Linked DNA regions of Mus musculus: region 1 is linked to region 2. A link is a contact called in public HiChIP or PLAC-seq data. All regions are on one chromosome and are shown on one strand. The core of a region is the stretch at or near the end of the contact, and the rest is flanking DNA. Distances in the headings are between cores, read along the strand shown.

The links. HiChIP or PLAC-seq counts read pairs in DNA pulled down with a chosen protein or histone mark.
Region 1: a contact with region 2 is called in an H3K27ac HiChIP or PLAC-seq map of epiblast stem cells, with 4 times the contacts expected there. The contact joins the enhancer-like site here to the promoter of Pnpla8 in region 2. A contact is called at or near these places in 16 of 115 datasets of contacts at active chromatin or transcription factors (DN3 thymocytes, cardiomyocytes, craniofacial prominence and 11 more) and 1 of 9 other capture datasets (adipose tissue).

The regions. Positions count from the first base shown.
Region 1 is chr12:44,530,454-44,537,246 of GRCm38.p6, forward strand. Nrcam (neuronal cell adhesion molecule) reads left to right here. Exons shown (of 31, transcript NM_176930.4): 4 at 2,005-2,206. The coding sequence starts at 2,101. Among named protein-coding and RNA genes, the nearest start is that of Nrcam, 200 kb to the left of the region's middle. Within about 2 kb of position 5,393, at least 7 of the 459 cell types and tissues checked have an H3K27ac peak or open chromatin away from gene starts, as enhancers often do. A contact at or near this core is called in epiblast stem cells, where this site is marked.
Region 2 is chr12:44,266,921-44,273,564 of GRCm38.p6, forward strand. It overlaps Pnpla8 (patatin-like phospholipase domain containing 8), which reads left to right and starts at 2,234. Exons shown (of 10, transcript NM_026164.2): 1 at 2,234-2,381.

The sequences.
Region 1 (6,793 bases), core at 4,143-6,642, 270 kb after region 2:
TGCCTCTCAATGCTTCTTAGAGATAAATGTTTATAATGAAATAAAAGACAAATTTTCTGGATCTTAAATGTAGTGTGAATGTTTGAGTCACAAAATAATCTTTATTATAAACGAAATGCCTAAGGATAGATAGTTTTTGTGTGTGTCTGTCTGTTTTTTAAGAAGTCTATCAAGACAAAACTGAAATCAGAATTCTGTTGCTAGCATGATACCCATTATCCACATTGTTTTGTTTTTTTTCATATGTTCATGCTTTATCCCATGTGTTGAGCTGCTATTACAACTGATTTGTTTATGACTAGATCTGGTCTGAAAACTGCATGTTATAGTATAAATGTACCTCGGGTTATACTATGACCAGGCTACCTAAATACAGTCATTTCAAGGATATTAAGGCTCCCTTTTTTCCTTTTTTCATTCATTCATTGTTTTTGTTATTATAAATATTTATTTACTTCCTTCCAGGCTCTAGGCAGGCTACTGAGATACAGTGAGGAGTAGGAGGAGTAGGGTACAGATACAGGAGGAGTAGGGTACTATGCCTGCAAAAGCACAGCTTGGTGGGAAAGATGGATTTGGTGAAAATACATGACTACTTAAGTAATAAAAGCTGCACATATACTTAAGCCTGCAGAAGCTACTGTAGGTGATAATACTGATATTTCCCTTCGCCCACAGGAGAGAGCCATTGCTCCCAGGTGCCTTTCCTTCCTGACAAGACACATTAAACCTCTCTCTTCAGGGGGGACAGACATCTGTCTCTATGACTGGGTTCAGACTTTCAGTGTGGTGTTTCCCTATGCAGGGTGACAGAAGGACAGAGGGATGAGGGAAACACAACCCACCCAGCCCTCTTATTTATGTGTTTGTGGTTTTATTTGTTGGCTTTGAGACGACATCTTGCTTGTAGCCCAAGATGAACTTGGACTCACTATTAGCTCAGGATGGCCTTGAATTCCCAACCATCTCCCTAAGTCAACCTCCCAGGTGCTGAGTTCATGTTACAAAAAACATGCATGCATCCATACATCCATAATACATCCATAATACATAAACAGTATGTATACAATGAGAAATTTCAGAAATTCAGAGGTAATGTTGGAATGCTTTCTAGTCTGAATGATTGCTGACGTTTCTTGAAAAGAACATAAGTGGTTTCTGAAAAACAACCAGGACTTTGATAAGCAAATAGATTGGATACGGCTTTACAGGTAAAAGGATGGGATACAATAAGACAGGAAGATGGGCACCTTTGAGGCATATTGAAGGACTCACAGAAGGAAAATACAAAGAAGTCATCCAGAAAATAGTTACAAGGAAGTGGACAGAAGATGCTGGAATAGATCAGTCGGGTCACTGAGGGCTTTAAGTACCTGGTAAAGGATAGAATAAACTAATGTGGGGGTCTCTCAGTATCTCACCATAGAAGACCATTGAGAAAATAATTAATCAGTCCCTTTGAGGAGAGTGACTGCAGGGGATAGCCTGGAAGCCAGAGCTCAGCTGGCTCTGAAACTGTAGTGTAAGAAAGACTCTGAATTGTCAGTGTTCATCTGCTCTATCGGTGTGTAGGAGTTGAAGGGAACCTGTGACCATGCCCAGAACTCTCTCAGGGAGCATCTTCAGAATGAAGATGCCATTAGGCTTCCCCTCTGAAGTCTCAGGGCGCTTACTTTCCAACTGGCCTCAAAGTCAGGGTTTCTGACTTATTACAAAAGATATGGTTGCCTTCAAAGAGCTTGAACACAAATATTTAAAACGAAAATATCATAATAATGGGAAACGGGGCAGATTTTGCTTGACATCACCACAAATATTTCCGAACTGGTTTTAGATTTATGAATAAATGATTATTCCAGTCTCTGGGTTAAATATTTAAAACCCAGCTTCCCTTTTGGAATTCATGTATAATAGAGGGCTGATTATTCTGAGCTGCACATTTTTGCTCTTCATTTCCGTCTTTTAATACGTTATAATTATTCTCCTTCTCCCATCCCTTTTCAGTCCCCTGCATGAAAAATTATTTAAACGCCGCACACCAATCTTCCGTGAGAGAAGAAAAGGAAATTCCGTGCGTGGGTCTCAGCAGGAGTGCAGCTGATGCAGCTTAAAATAATGCCGAAGAAGAAGCACTTATCTGCAGGCGGAGTGCCCCTGATTCTCTTCCTGTGCCAGATGATCAGCGCGCTGGATGTTCCTCTCGATCGTGAGTATTAACAGTTTAAATCTCTTAGGCCAGCAGGCAGACCCTCCCCGTACTTACCTACTGTCACCCTGGGCTGTGTTGATGACAAAGTGTCTGCAGGACACTGAAAAGCTAATCAAAATTAATTTGGCTTCTACCTTCAGCACCTGGTGTTAATGAAGACACTGTAGAAAAGGATGGAAATGTCTGGACCTGCGGTCGGTCCCCTCTTCTTCATTATCTTTCTTTGCCTCAGGTGTCTTTTATGTGCAGTGGCGGGAGTGGCCTCAGAAGGAACTGGCGCAACCATCCTGAGCTTCCCAGTGGGTGGATCCTGTGAACCACTTTCAAAGGATGATGCAGACACCCCCACCCCACCCCGCTTATTGTCCCTCTCATGTTTACTTTCTTCCTTCATTGCTAAGGCATCTCTGAAACATAAAATAAAATAAAATAACTAGCAGGTGCTCTTGACATCCCTCTGAGCCTTTGTATCCTCAGGTCACCCAAACTTCAGACTTTATTCATCCTGATTCCGACAGACACACTCATTTCAGTTCCTAATTTGGCATCCAAAATGTGAATCTGTAAGAACAGTATGATGTCCACAAGCCTAGTGAATAAATAGTCTTGGCTTAAACTATGTGATCAAAGGCTCAAGTGGAAATTTTTGGTACTAAGACAAGACCTCCTAAATCCCTGAAGTGAAGAGGCAAACTGGGTTTCTGCAGTTCTCTCCCTCATTTCCCACAAAGTAAAATGTGCTTTAGATAGTCTCCCTGGCCTGAGTGGTTTGTTTATAGACAATAAAGACAATACTGGTTTCCAGCCAGCTATTTTCCTTACAGTGGAAAGCAGAATTTCAAATCTGAACAATTTCTATACTTCACAATTGATTTAACCTTTATCCCCAATCTACACGACCTCTTTAAAGCCATTAGCTTCCTGAGTAGAACATCTGTTTGGCAAGCTTTCTAAGGTGCAAGGAAGATAGCTGTTTCCCAGGGTTATCCAAATGCTGGTGTGTCCTTTTCTGCTGTAGAAGTTGCAACTATCTTTTGATACATATGCAGCTAGCTGCATATGTATCAAAAGATGGCCTAGTCGGTCATCACTGGAAAGAGAGGCCCATTGGACACGCAAACTGTATATGCCCCAGTACAGGGGAACTCCAGGGCCAAAAAAAATGGGAATGAGTGGGTAGGGAAGTCGGGGGGAGGGTATGGGGGACTTTTGGTATAGCATTGGAAATGTAATTGAGGAAAATATGTAATAAAAAAAATAAATTTAAAAAAAAAAGAAGTTGCAACTATCAGTGGGTTTCCTACACACTCCACTCACTTCCTGGGCCCTGCTTCTCTACACGAAAGTGCAACAAAATGCAACATTTTCATTTTAAAAGTTAATCATCCAATGACTTTAATTTAAAAATATGTAGATATATATTTAATTGAAATATGCATCCGCTTGAGCCCATTAGAGCAGGAATATTTAAGTAAGCATTTGCTCTGATAGATGTGCTGGAAAGATGGAAATCAGTGAGGGAAATGCTTTTGTTCTCTCTTGTGTTAAATATATTCCTCCTTAATCTGACTGCTCCATCTAACTATCAGGGGAAACCGGCACCTAGGGCTAACTCAATTATGGCAGCTAATGGAGACGAGGCAAAACCATGATGAAAATAAAGTCACGGGTAGCCTAGACTCTCCTGCATTAACCTTTGCTTTGCAAGCAGTAATGACAGGCAGCTCCGCACAATGATTGGAATTGCAAACAAACATGTCTTCGACCTACATATCCTTTCTTCAGCACACACAATGATCCTATATACGGAACCCAGTAATCTGGCTGACTGAGAATTCCAAAGCAGAAATATGTTAATAGTATAAAACCACCTTGGAAAAGAAACCATGGAGATGTGCATATCTTAAATTGGTGTTGGATTTGAGTTGGATGGAGAACTATATCCCATTGTGAGGTATCATTAGCATGTGCATCGTGTTGTCGGAGTAATAAGATCAGATACCACATAGAACGTGACGACTCAAATTAATTGTAGATTTCATTCATTTTTTCCAATTGAGCATAATTATCAATGCATTGCCATTCCTATCCTGGAACAGCCCCCCCCCCCCCCCCACAGCATACATAGCCTTTGTTCTTCCATATGTGGATGTGAGAAGCTGCTGCAGGGGCAAGCCAGACCACGAGTACCTCTTTCTTTCTCTTGTAATGTCACAATTTTAACTTTCACAATATGTTTATTTCTTTTTCTTTTTCTTTTTTTTTTTTTAAGGTCAATCCAAGTAGACAAAAGTGCCCCCTTTTATCTTTAAGGTGCTAACATTCTCCCTACTAACATCTGGTTTTCTCTAATCTTCTTTGCCCACTCCTGTGCTGATGCTGATGGGAATAAAGCAAAGCTCCTTCATGACTGTAAGTGTCTTTCTACAAACTACTGGGCAGCGTGGAAAGGGGACCACGCCCATGTTTCTTGAATTAATGGTGTGAAGCAGACAAACAGCATCGTGTTTTGTGCTTAGTGGTTTTGTAAGCATGTTGCTTACTATAGCTCAACACCTGGTTTGAATGCTAAGGCACAAATGTAATATATAGCCTTGCATGAATTATGTAGACTCTGATATTACTTTTGCCAACCTGCTGCTATTCTACTAACATCCAAGCTGTATTTAAATCTGATGTAACTCAATGAGAAAATTCAAAATTTTGGTGATGGTGGTGGTGGGGGGGAATGATTATTTTGTTTTAAATGCCATCGACTGGAACAGACACATATTTTTTGTAGAGGTTTGGAAGTTGGGAATATTCAATATACAGACACCTCATTCAAGTCCCTCTCTGACGGCTTTAGTCTTCAGAGCTGGGTAGAACAATGTTCCTAGGTGTTCTAAGGAGAAAAGCCCTGAAAAGAATATCTTAAAATAGAAGAGTATCTTAAAATAACAAGCTTCCTGGGAAGCTTCCCATAAGCAAAAATGTTTGCCGTTTCTGACAGCTGGGTAGCATTTATCATCCAGTGAAAAGATGGTCCATTTTCAGACATTTTCCTTTGATGCTGAGTTAAACAGACACATCGTGGTAAGTCACTTATTACTACAAAGCATTTGTTAATTGCCGTATGACCTAAGCACTATTGAAAAAGATACCTCCAGATGGCAAACTCCTGGCACAGCTGCAGGCACAGGAGGGGAAGCCCTGCATTTTAAAGCACAAAATTTGCATGTCTGGCACCTTATCCACCACCTATCACCCCCCACAAACGAACTGGATTAAATCACCCCAAGAACCCATTCTACCAACGTCTTTGTTCACCTTTTTGACAGAATAGAACTTGAAGAATTCCTTTTATTATCCCAAATGCTGTCCTCCCAGAATTTGAAGGTTGATCAATACAAATGTAGCTGGCCCAATCAGAATGCTTGAAGTTCCACTGAACAATCCCAGTGTTGGCATCCACTAGACACTTTCACACAAAGTGTGTTACTAATCCTCCCAGGACCAGTTGCAGGCCAAGTCAGCTTTTGAACCTCCTTTTCCCTTTGAGGACTTACAGGAGGTTGAGGCTCAAGTCTCCCAAATAATGAAAAACTGACAGCCAGTAACCTTCAGACAAAACTGCTGACCAGCTTTGGAAATCAACAAGATAAAAGCAGGAGGGTCCAAGTGCAGGGGAATGCAAGCTGGACTACCTCATTGCCCAGCCCCGAGCATGTCCTAGCGTGTTTGCATTGGGGGCCAGGTAAGCCTTAGTCATAGGAAAAGGCCCTAGACATTGTGAGATATATAGACACATGCTTGACCTCTACCTACTACAGGTAACACGTGTTCTACTCCAGAGGCATGAGGAACGAATTCCTTGGAGCAATTTAGAAGCATGCTCAAGGTCTCTAGACAGACTTTCCTCAGCTGGAACTGCTCTGGGTCAAAACAATTAGCTCTGTAGTTTCATATTAAAGGGCCAGGCAACACTTTGAAGAGCACATAGAAACAAGGTCTTCTAGAAAGAAGGATTTTAATCTCATTACTAACCCAGATAAGAGTGTTTTCTCTTCATTCCTAATTCATGTACCTCCTGGCTCTGGTAAGGCATGTTAAGGCTCCAATTTAACAATCTTTTGAACATGAGTTTTGTCAAGAGTATGTTTCCCTGAGATATAATAATTTACACCATTTGAATACTAATGAGCTGTATGTCGGTGACTCTATTGTAAGAAAGATTCAAATCTACCTTATAAATTATATTGACAGCCATTGCTTGACCCGAAAGAAGCATGGATTTCTCATTGTTACATCAGAAAAAAAAAGTTTGAATATTAGATTTGCATTAGTAATTATTTTCCCAGACTTTTGGTCTGGGAAAATGGACTTTGTAAGTGTGTGTGATGTTACCAAAGGGAAGTTGTGTCTTGACTTTCCAACTTTAGCTGAGTTATTTAGTTGAAGACTTAATGAGGATTTACTGCTGCAACAAATAACTGGGAATACTGGTGACATATTTAACCTAAGGCAAGTGATTTTGGTATAGAAAAGGTGGCTGCTATCATGGCAGTAAGTCATATAATACTTTTCCTTATTCTCTTTTACAAT
Region 2 (6,644 bases), core at 984-3,483:
AAATTAAATGATAAAATATTTTTCTTCCCCTAAATTTTATAATATAGAATTGTAGTGTCAATGATTGGACAGGTAATATGTCAGATAAGAAAACAGAAACACAAATACAGCATTATACTTCTGGCCTGTAGGGAAAATGCCAGGATACAAATGAATAAATCACAACCCCGAGCAGTGAGGGCTAGAGGTGAAGCAAGTTTAAGTACAATAAATGGTTTGCTCTATGGGAGCAGGAAGAGTTTCTTGGTTTAAGTACAAATCTGAAGGCTAGGACAGGAGGAAATCTGAGCCAAGAGCATGTACAGAGGCACTAATTATGAAAAGGCTCAATGTTTATGGTAAAATAATGGTGTTTCTGGAAGGTAAAAAATACTGGGCAAGGGGTGAGAAGCCACACAGTTAAAGCTTGTCACATCCCTGTGGTTTACCGAAGAAGTGCTCCTGGCCCAATCTTTCTGCTCTGGGAAAACACATGATCATTTTGCAATTCTGAAAGATAACTTTCCCTGCAGAAGAGACTGGGTTAGAGGTTAGTTACAAACTGTAGAACCAGTTTATGTGAGACTGACATACAGCAAGCTCTACACTAAGGAAAAAGGAGGGCGAGAGCACAGAGCTGAAGAAATTGTAAGAGATGGTAAAGGAAGATCCATTAAGCTTTATTTCTGATTAGAGGTAAAATTACTGACAAGGGAAGGAGAGGAGGAATTGACAGTTGCATGGAAATTTCTAACATAGGAAGAAAATCTGGGTATATTATCTAACTTAAGGAATTACATTATTAAACATTAGAAACAAAGGGAGAAGGCATGGTGAGTTACTGACTGCTTGACCAAGATTTAGTTAGGTTCCTTTTATGACTTTTCACAGTACCTGTCATCTTTTGGCCTCTGCCTTGGACCTATCTAAGTCCAGTGTTAGGAGGAATCGTCTAAGTTGATATGAAATTAATCCCCACTCTTGGTATCTGGTCATTCTCATCTTCTCTCACCAAGAATCTGCTTCTTTTCAGCAAGAATGTCTGTTACCTTTGACGTGATGTCATTTCTTAGTAATCTTCCATCCAATGACCACCCCCTTTGCCTACTGTTCTAAACTCTACTCTTTGTTGTGTCAGAACCTGGAGCTGACAGCTCACTATGGTAATAGTTCTGACCTTCTACCATTTCAATAGTGTCAGGGTATTTTAATATTAGTAAATTAATAATAAAAAAATCAAGAGCTAAAGTTATTTCCAAGCCTTTCTTAATTTTTGGAGTACATATTTGAGCTGTTGTGAGGCTATTTAACAGCTAATACACTGCTAGGGTTTACCAGACAGTATGGTAGACACAACCCAATATCATGTGTTAACCAAATGCCTAGTATGCTCATTTACTCTTTTTTCTTTTTTTTCTTTAATTTTTAGGGGAAAGAAACGTCAAGGTCTCCTCATGTAGCCTGCTCTCGCCTCGAGTTTATAGGCCTACTACATTTTTTACCTTTGTAATGTTTAACCTCTGTAATCCAAAGCCCCTTAATTAAAAACTGTCAGTGAATCTGGCAGCACATGTAATGCCCTTCCTAAAGGGCTTTACAATCATTTTCATTTTAAGGGCTGGCCCTCTGCTACTCTTGAAGGTGAACACTGAGGTCCTAATCTGATGGTCTAGTTAACTAGATAGCACTAGACCTGTGGCGGGTTGTAGTTTGCCTCCCTGGTATACAAAAATTTCAACGTGTTGATTACAAGACCATCAAAGGGGTAGTACACGCTAACTCCCACAAGATGGTATATGACAAAGAGCTTTTAAGTTGACAGACCCCGTAGCTGTTCTAGAAACAAAGAGGAGGTATCACCACAGCAGGATCACAGGGTCCAGCCAGGCTGCTCACATCCAGGCTGCGGTTAAAGCGGTTCCCTGGAACCTAGGCAACACAGCGCGCGCAGAGTCTTCTGGCACGCTCAGCCCAGCTGAACTTATTTCTGAACTATTGGTAACCCGCAAGCAAGCAACCAGGCACTCTACTCTGAGACAGCGCTGAGATTAAAAGCCATTGATCTCCGCCTAACCGTCACAACAGATCATAAAAGTAGCACTTGCCCCTTCCGAAGCGGTGCCTCTCCCAAGCACTCAGCTCCAACAAACTCCCCGCCCCTCCCTCTCTCCACAGCCACGCCCTATTACGTAGGCTTAGGAGGGCAGAAGGCAGAAAAACAGGCCCTAGAGCTTGCGTCACTTCCGCTGGGGGCGGGGCGTAGCGGTGGGTGGTGCTGGTCACGCCAGTGTTTGGGGTCCGGGCGCCGCAGCTGCGAGCAGGCCGGGCGGGCCGATGCGGACCTCAGAGCTGGCGGGAGGCGAGTGGCGGCCGCGGCGCCCGTGACTACTGCCTGCGTCCCGGTGAGTGGCCGGAAGGCGGCGGGGTGGCAGGTGGCCTCCGTGGCGTGGGCGCTTCGCCGGGCTCTCCCGCGGGCGTTTCGGAGGCCCGATACGCAGGCCTCGGGGTCCTGGCGGGCGCTTGGCCCCGACGCCCCGATGCCGCGGGCGTGGCCGCCGGGTGTTTTGGTTGGTTGCGCCCCGCCCCCGCCGGTGGTCCCGCCCAGCCCCTCTCTGCAGTGGCACGCCGGGTCCTGAATGGGCTGTTCTCTGGCAGATCACTGGAGACGCGACGTTTTCTCTGATCTACCTCGACCTTGACTGGGCAGCGTGTGCTTTGTGTTTTGGTGGCTGGATATTTTTACTTCTCAGCGATTTGCTTTTTCTTCCCGTCCTATCCCAGTGCGCTGTTGCTTAAGCAGAACCAGATGCGCGTCCCTTTTAAAAGATGAAAAAAACTGTATGAGTCAGCAGGTTGCAGAGCCTCTTGTCACTGTCATTTCTGTCATGATGCTGGGGGCGGGGCGGGGGGTGGTACGACCAGTTTTCACGCCCATTACAGCAATAACTTTAAAGAAAAGTGACCTTCAAGGAATATCTTAGGAGATAGATGTGACATAAGCGGCTATCCTAGAATGCATTTAAAATTACCATTTTCATTTCCAAGTTGTATTATGGACCGAATTCCTGATTGTCAAAAATATATTTCAGGTTCTCAAGGCGGTTCATTACCACAAGGAAATGGGAAGAATGTTTTTAAAAAGTGAGGATTATTATAAAAGTACATAAGAGTGAATTGAAAAGCTTATGTTTTAGTGAAGCAGTCAGTTGTACCAAATTCCATATAGCTATTTTGTGAAATTCGGTATGCATATTAGATGAATCTCCAATATAAAGACCTCGCTTCATAGTTTTTGCTAATTGTTCTATTCTCTATCTTGTTTTGTATTTCTCCATCTAATTTTAAAATCTTGGTAACAGTGGCCCTCTTCATAATGATGTCAGATTAGTGAAAAGGTCAGCTGCACTAGTCTATATTAATACATCCATACTTTCCCATGCAGAATTGATACAAGAACAGTCTGTACTTGAAGTTGTTTTTTTCAGCCAGTAAAGATGGGATTTGTTACTTTATTTGGGGCACATAACGTTTGTGCAAAGGTCAGAGCTAGACTCTTGTTTCACCTCCAGTTCCAACTCACTCCCAATCGCTTGTATTTTATTCGGTTTACTATCCTTTGCTTTTAAGAGGATCCTTTCCTTCAGTGCTTCCTGGTTTGCTTGAGTGCTTTTCTTCCTGTTCCTAACTTTGGGTACCACTCAAAGTTCTATCCACATTGTTCTCCTCAAAACAAATTTAACTTTTTGAAACCAAAGTCATACATAAATATCCTGAAATGTCAAGGAAATTATAGGGTGCATTTATTTGTAGCTGAGCATTTTAAAAAAGAAAGAAGCTTATTTTTGTTAAGTCCTGGGTATCCAAATACTGCAGGCCATCTCATTTGGCCTTGAGGGTCCAGTTGTTATTGTGTTGCATTTTGTCATACATAAATGTAGTCTCTCTATTTCTATTTCAGTGCCCTGTCATTACTGCATTCTGTAAATATGGAAGAAAATATAGTTTCTTCTATGTTAAGCTGACCCCTTTCCAGGTCTTTCATATTCACAAGTGGCATTTTCACTCCATGTCTGATTTGAAAACTTAAGAGTTTTCTTGACAACTTCTCCTTAACAAGTCCTGTTTTTTTTTTTTAATTATTTTTGTCTTTAATATGTGTAGATGTATGTGTGTGTTTATAGTTAATGAAGTCATGAGTGCAAGTGCCTGCAGAAACAGAAAGAAGATGTCAGATCTCCTGGGAAGTGCAGACAGTTGTGAGCTGGCAGCTGAAAGGAGCCTAATCTGGGTTCTGGGATCCAAGCTCCAGGCTTCTGGAAGAAGAGTACACACTCTTAACCACTGAACTATCACTTTCTTTTGTAACTTTTTTTGTCTCTTCAAAATGTGGTTCACAGTAGAGCTCACTTCTACGTTCTTACACTGTTACTGTATTCAGACCCTTGTTGCCTGTTTGGCTGCATTATTGCAGTTGTCAAATGACATACTCTGTATATTCATTCTACACCTAGCATTTCCCTTCATCTCACAATGTCTGTTAGATAAAATTCCATTCCTTGCCCTAGAGTAGAACTAAGTCTCCCTTTCTGCTTAACACCTGCACTGTGCTGATACATAGCCCTCCTCCTTCTAGCTCTGTCCCCAGGTCACAGCACTCTTCACCTTTTCATTCTTTTTCCTACTTTTTTTTTTTTTTTTTTTTTTTTTTTTTTTTTTTTTTTTTTTTTTTTTGGTTTTTCGAGACAGGGTTTCTCTGTATAGCCCTGGCTGTCCTGGAACTCACTTTGTAGACCAGGCTGGCCTCGAACTCAGAAATCCGCCTGCCTCTGCCTCCCGAGTGCTGGGATTAAAGGCGTGCGCCACCACGCCCGGCCTTTTTCCTACTTTTGCTGTAACTTTTGTTGTGGTTGACTTTCCCCTCAAAACATTTTCAGTGCACTTTCTTTTTCTTTTCTTTCTTTTTTAGATATTATTATTACTATTGATTTGTATGTGTGTGGGAGTGCACAAGCTAAGGTGCATGTGTAGAGGTCAGTGGACAACTTGGAATTCGTTTTCTCTTTCCATCCAGTAGGTACTGGGGATTGAACTCAGGTCATCAGGTTTGATAGTAAGCACCTTTACCAGTTGAGCTATCCTCCCTCTCTCTCTCTCTCTCTCTCTCTCTCTCTCTCTTTCTTTCTTTGTTGAGTTATTTATTCATTTTATATCCTGAACACTGCACCCCTTCCTCCTGGTCCTCCCTCACAAGTCTCTTCTCCCACCTCCCTCTCCCCTTCTTTTCGGAGAGAGGAGGAGGCCCTTTGGGTATCACCCCATCATTGCACATCAAGACACAACAGCTTCTTATGCAGGAAAATAAAGGAACAATTGCTTTCCATGTTGATACATGATATGCCAGACTAATTCCAATGTGGATACATGATATCCAGGACATTTCTGAATGCTGACAAGTTCCTTGCAGATACAAGATAACCTGGACTTCATGACATTTATGTACCAAATATTGAGGACTGCTCCTTTTTTTAATCAATTAATTTATTTTTTATTAGATATTTTCTTTAAATAGATTTCAAATGCTATCCCGAAAGTTCCCTATACACTCCGTCCGCCCTGCTCCCCTACCCACCCACTCCCGCTTCTTGGCCCTGGCGTTCCCCTGTACTGGGGCATATAAAGTTTGCAACACCAAGGGGCCTCTCTTCCCAGTGATGGCCAACTAGGCCATCTTCTGGTACATAATGCAGCTAGAGACACGAGCTCTGGGGGTACTGGTTAGTTCATATTGTTGTTCCACCTATAGGGTTGTAGACCCCTTCAGCTCCTTGGGTACCTGACATTTGTTTAGTAGCAGGAAAGCTTTTTGCTCATTTCTGTGTTAAGTAATTGTTGCTTGATAGTTGTGGTTTCTGGTACCTATAATTAGAATCTCTCATTTTGTTTACAAAATTGTTTTTCTGTAATGTTCTCCATTTTGGGGGCTTTATATTCTGTTTATTGATGCCAAATTGATAGGTATATGTAATTGATTATTTTTTTTAAACTTTTAAACGCATTTTATGTTTAGTGTGTGTGTGTGTGTGTGTGAGAGAGAGAGAGAGAGACAGAGAGAGCGAGAGAATATGTGTGTGTGTGTGTGTGTGTGGGTGTGTGTGGGTGTGTGTGTGTGAGTGAATGAATGAATGTGAGTGTGAAGATGTCTCAGGGATTGGTTCTTTCCACTATGAGTTTCTGGGATTGAACCTGACCAGTTTGCATGGCAATTGCCTTTACCCGCTGAGCAAGATCACTGGCCTTAGATGATTGTGTCTTTTTGGAAAGAACCAATGCAGACTGTATAAGCATAGTCTAGACTTGCATTGCTTTCTTTTCTTCCTTAGTCTTGGACTGATCATAGTGAATCTTCTATGCTTTCAACCAACTTGAGTATAAAAAGCCCATTCTATCACCAAAGTGTTGCTTGCTTTTTCTTCTGTCTAGAATTTTCTTAAGATTCTCGGAAGACTTCATTTCCTCACTTCTCTCAAAGAGCCCCTAGAATGCCAAAGTTTCAGTTCTTCTGATTGTCCCATCTAATTGTGCCCTTCCTTTACGACTTTAATTCTATTAAAGTCGTAAAGGCACTATTGTGATCACTAACTAACTAATATGTATCTTTTTGCTAA